2 separate regions of the Hordeum vulgare genome follow, and region 1 is linked to region 2. A link is a contact called in public Hi-C data. All regions are on one chromosome and are shown on one strand. The core of a region is the stretch at or near the end of the contact, and the rest is flanking DNA. Distances in the headings are between cores, read along the strand shown. Region 1 holds the start of LOC123399192 (OBERON-like protein). Region 2 holds the start of LOC123399692 (heat shock protein 90-6, mitochondrial).

What was found. Hi-C and Micro-C count contacts between places; a contact is called where the count stands out from the background.
Region 1: a contact with region 2 is called in a Hi-C map of leaf, with 4 times the contacts expected there. The contact joins the promoter of LOC123399192 here to the promoter of LOC123399692 in region 2. A contact is called at or near these places in 2 of 6 Hi-C or Micro-C datasets (leaf and seedling).

Annotation. Positions count from the first base shown.
Region 1 is chr5H:144,216,500-144,219,199 of MorexV3_pseudomolecules_assembly, forward strand. It overlaps LOC123399192 (OBERON-like protein), which reads right to left and starts at 1,258. Exons shown (of 3, transcript XM_045093626.1): 1 at 1,130-1,258; 2 at 1-189. The coding sequence starts at 154.
Region 2 is chr5H:143,612,935-143,615,634 of MorexV3_pseudomolecules_assembly, forward strand. It overlaps LOC123399692 (heat shock protein 90-6, mitochondrial), which reads left to right and starts at 1,391. Exons shown (of 20, transcript XM_045094086.1): 1 at 1,391-1,668; 2 at 2,355-2,561; 3 at 2,647-2,700. The coding sequence starts at 1,528.

The DNA.
Region 1 (2,700 bases), core at 8-2,507, 600 kb after region 2:
CCCTCGAACTTGCACTTTCGGTAGCAGAGTCATGGCCCTGGTCAGAATTGGACACAGGTTCCTGCATTTCAGGCGAGCCAACCTGTTCCGACGATGCCAGTGAGAGGGAAGTCTGCAGGCTCGGAGCCCGAGCACCATGGCGAGGCGGCAGCATCCCCTGGGGCGGAGGCTGTTGATGGAAATTCGCACCTGAAGAAGTCCCCATGATGCACAAACTGTAAGCTGCGACAACACAAAGTTCAAACACTTAATACTACATACAAGAATGGTGTAGGTATTGAAAACATAGCATCGGCATAGGACCTATTTGAGCCACTGTGCTCTGCACCTTGAGCAGCTAAGGACCGGATCCGAATTAAACAACGACTAGGTTCATCACAAACCAAATCCAGTGCTACAACGGTACCTTCCGCACATCTCTCAGTGAAGAGACATGTAAATCACGAACCATTCGCCGATTTAGCTAACTTGGACCCTGCCTTCCCGCTGCGTACGGGGAGCTAGTCAAGACCTGTGATGAGCTCGCGTAGAGCACGAGACCCCCATCCCCACCCCCACCCCCGAGTCCACAGCAAGAACCCCATCGATCGAACTAACCGGGACAGCCAAACCTCAGTATGTGAGCACATGCCTTGCTACCATATATGGGGACCAAACCCTAGCAGTCGGGGCCGAATCGGGAGTCGAGCTGCCCACCTCGGCAAGGCGGAGCGACGGGATCGGCGGCAGGACAGCTCTATCCAATCGGAACCCGAAACGGCGGTGGATTCGCCCTGCCAAATATTTGGCGTTTGACCACGGCATGGGCGTTTGTTTGGATGATGACCGATTATTTGGCTCGCCCTCAGCCCAGCAGTTTCACCCATTCAATACATAGCCAATTTTTTGGCGATCCCTGGGCGGCGGAATCCTGCGCCAAAGAATTGGCGCGCTCATCGTTGGCTGGGCAAACGTGGGCAGGATCCAAACGGCCCTTAGATGTGGAGCGGCCGGCTGTGCTGGAGAGGGAGGAAAGGGGCCAGCGGCGCAGCAGATGGAGGGAGGGAAAGGGCCGGCGGCGCAGCAGATGGAGGGAGGGAAAGGGCCGGCGGCGCACCTGAGAGAGGGAGGAAGAGGGCCAGCGGCGCACCTGAGCAGGAGGGAGGAGGAGGTCGAGCGGCGCAATGGAGACGAGCAGCTATAGGTTTGCGGGAGTGGGGAGGAGTCTTCTTCCGCGTGATTCTGTGGATTTGGAGGTCTCGGCAAGTTCCCCAATCTCATACGAATTATACTCCTTCAAGAGGGAAATGCTGGGTGCCTCGCGGGTCCCACGTCGTGCACAGCGGTGGGCGTAGACATCGATTGAAAAAAAAAAGATGAAATACATATGCTCTAACTAGCCACTCAGGTTGTAAGAGCATCTCCAACAGCCGCGCTACGCGCCGCGCCTAAAAAACCTGTTTACCGCGCGCTGGTCGCCTGGTTTGCCGCGTCGCGCAGCGCTGGCTCCAGCAGCAGCTTTAAAATGCAGCGCGCGCGCTCCGCTCCAGCAGCGCGCTAAAATGCAGCGCGCGCCGCTCCAGCAGCTTTCAAATATAGGGCATATGGACACAAAATAGTTTGAAACATTCATCAAAATGCAATGAACATGTGAAATTTTTAACACAAACAAGTTGATGAATAAAAGTCATGCCCACAAGTTCATCCAACCAAGTTCAAAATGCAAACCAAGTTCAAAATACAAGTTCATCCAACAAAGTTGAAGACATAAACACATCAACCATCTTCCTCGTCTTCTTCCTCTTCTTCCTCTTCTTCCGCCGACGATTCTTCCGCCTTCGAAGATGAATCTTCCTCCCTAACCTCATCACGCACCGCATCACGTGTAGCTCCGACGGTCTTGGCAAGTTCTTCAACGGCATTTTTATGGGTATGTGTGTGAGGCACATCGAAAGACATTCCACCCATGGCCGGAGGTGCACCCATGCCTCCCATGGCGACCGGAGGTACACCCATGCCTCCCATCAGAGAAGCAAAACTCATGCCACCCATGCCTCCCATAGCGTTGGAGGGTGCTCCAAAGCCACCCATGCCTCCCATAGCGTTGGAGGGTGCTCCAAAGCCACACATGCCTTCCATAGCGTTGGAGGGTGCTCCAAAGCCACCCATGCCTCCCATGGCGGCCGGAGGTGCACCCATGCCTCCCATGGCGCCGAAGCCACCCAAGCCTCCCATGGCGCCGAGGCCCATGCCTCCCATGGCGCCGAGGCCACCGCCACCCATGCCGCCAAGGCCACCGCGGATCATGGCTCTTTTTTGAATCAAGACTTCTTCACGGGCAAGGTTGACATATTCCTTTTGCGCATCATTGAACAAAGATGTGTCCAAGAAGAACAAGTGCTTTTCCCATTCCAACAACTTAGCTCGCTCCTCCATGCCCACCTTCCTCTCCTCCAATGCCACTTTCCTCTCCTCGGTGGCCACCCTCCTCTCCTCGGCCGCCAACCTCCTCTCCTCGGCCGCGGCATCTTGGTTCCTTGCCATTTTCCTCACCTCGTTCGCTTCTTTTCTTGCCTTCACAATAGCTTCCATAGCATTTGTGAGCTCATCATCTCCTTTCCTCTTCTTCTTTTCGGTTTTGTCCTTCTTGCACCCATCCGGTCGTTTTGGTTTCGAGTATGAAACCGAGTTGGGTGTGGGGCTTCTCTTGCCGTCATCACT
Region 2 (2,700 bases), core at 141-2,640:
GATAGTTTCCAGTCAGCTTTTAAAATGCGGTAGTTTAATGGCATGATAACTCCTGATGTTGTATTTTTTGCCAAATACTCTAAAAAATAGTGCAGATAGAAAGAAGGTAACAACTACGCGTCCACCGACGGATCCATACTAACATCCATCACCCGAATAACCGTCCGATGTATGCGCTCGTAGCCGTCCGATGTACGCGCTAGCACGCGGCCCAGTCGTTTCCCCAGCCAATTAATTCCCGAAGCAACGGTCTAGTTGCAGAAACAACAGACGCGTTGCGAAAATAATTACTGAAACAACACTGGCCGTGGCCGCCGGCGCTGCTGTGGTGTTGGTTGTGCTGGTGGTTCCTGTCGGTGGTGACGTCGGAGGAGAAGAAGGCGTGCTCGCCGCCGCTGTGCACCTCCTTCACTGTGCCCGTAGGCGTAGCTGTCCCTGTTGTGGTCCATGGTGGAGTAGTAGGACGACGACGGGTGCGGGCGGGTGGTGTCGAGCTGACCTGTGCGGCGTGGTGGTAGGCGCTCCCGTGCTGCTGGCGGCCGGCGGAGGCGTTGGGCGGCCGACGGAAGCGTTGGGCGAGTTGCAGGATCCTGAAATTGTCCTGATCCTGAAATAATAGGCGAGTTGCTGGGAACTCGACTGATCCTGAAACGCGAGTGCAGAAAACTGTCCTGAAACAATAGATGACCTGCAGGAAACTGTCCTGAAACAATAGGTGAGCTGCAGGAGACTCAAGTGATCGTGAAACACGAGTGCAGAAAACTGTCATGAAACAATAGGTGAGCTGCAGGAAACTGTCCTGAAACAATAGGTGAGTTGCATGAAAAACAAAAAGCGGCTTCCACGATGCTGTCGACTGTCTGATCGAACGATCACGAAGCCGGCAGACGGGCGCGCGCGATCAGGTGGTTGAATGTAATCTTTTCTCTAGAAAGAAAGGAAAAGAAATTGAAGAGGTCGTTGGATGTAAAATGTGCGGTAGAGAGCATGCAAGCCCCGTTTTCATGGCAACCCTTCCCGGAACCTTCTTGCCTTCTTGTCCACGGTGTTCAAATCTCGACCTCACATCTTGCAGGTGGACAAGCTACGACCTCACTCTTGCAACGGAGAACGGACGCTGCAAAGCGCAAAGCAAAGTGTCACACCAACTGGCCCCACATGTCAACTTCGTTGTATGATTCACATACTATCCACACCGGTGCACATAGCATTACTCCGCGCCGCTGCTCCAGAACCTTCTCCCAAAACGCTAACACCACCGATCAAACCCAAGCCCCCCCCTTCCCCACTCTCTCACCGACAGCCCGGGACCACGGTGTCAGCGAAGCGCACTCCCTCCTTCCGCAAGGCGCACCCCATTTATACGCTTCATCCCCTCTGCCTCTGGCCGCCCACAAAACCCTACCCTACCCCTCTTCCAAAACCCTCGCATCGTCGTCTTCCTCGGTCAGCCCACCTGCGCGAGCGCGCCTCCGGCCTACATCTCTCGCCCTCGCCTGGGAGGAGAACCAGCAGAGCGCAGCGGATATGCTCGGGGCCTCGAGGCGATCCCTCTGCGCCGGCGCCGCCGCCCGCCGTCACGCGGCCGCCTTCGCGGTCTCCGGAGACGCCGCCGCCGCCTCCTCCTCCTCCTCCCCCTTGGCCCCTGCCCCGGCCCCGCCGCGTTCGGTACGTATGTGTGGCATTCACTGTTTGGTCCATATTGTACTCCGCTGTTTGGTTGATTGCAAAGTAGGGGCTCGCGCTAAGCTTGAATCAGTGCGGCTTTTGACGTTACGTGTCGCGAATCAATCTCCGCCCCCAAATTGGGGTCTGTGTTTTGATTAATTGATGGGTTATGTATTAATGTGTGTTTGTGATTCAGTTGAGGTTTGGCGTTGATCTGATTCCCTGTTCAGTATGTGTCATTTGTGTACCGATTGTTGATGGTATTTTATTCCGACAGAAATGTGCAATTGCGGTCTGGTGTGATATTTTTCTTCCGATTTATTGTTATACTCCCTCCGTTCCTCTATATAAGGTGTATTTGTTTTTTGATAAAATTTCAGAATGTAAGGTGCGTTTCTTCTAATTCCCCATAATCCTCTTGTTAGTACCTCTTTTCTGATTGTCTGCATCTCTCCTTATAGCAAAAGAAGGAAACTATTTATTTGTTGATAGCATGTATCTCATACTTTCCTGGACTAATTGATTCACTTTTCACTAACCAACAAATTTGCTAGTCTTAACATGTCTATAATTATGTGTCTTGGTCACGGTGCCGAAAATAATACACCTTACATAAAGGAACTGAGGGAGTATTACTCTACAACGCGAGCGACTTTGTGATATTCGCTGTGCTGTCCCAATTTCAGGTGACAAACTCAGAGCCTGGTGTTTCTCGGCTTGGAGGGAAGAGGTTGCTCTCTGTGCTTGCGGCTCCCAAGCTTAATGTAGGTGAAAGCTTGCCGTCCCTCAAGCTAAGGGAGAATGCACTTGTTGGGAGACGCTATGAATCGAGTGCTGCAGCAGTTGATTCATCTGATGCGCCACCTGCCGAGAAGTTTGAGTATCAGGCTGAGGTACCTATGATTTTCTTTTTTCATGGATTCATGCTAATCTTTACCAATGTTTGTGTCATGATGGGGAAAAAATTGTGCTTGGCAGGTCAATAGGCTCATGGATTTGATTGTGCACAGCTTGTATAGCAACAAGGAGGTG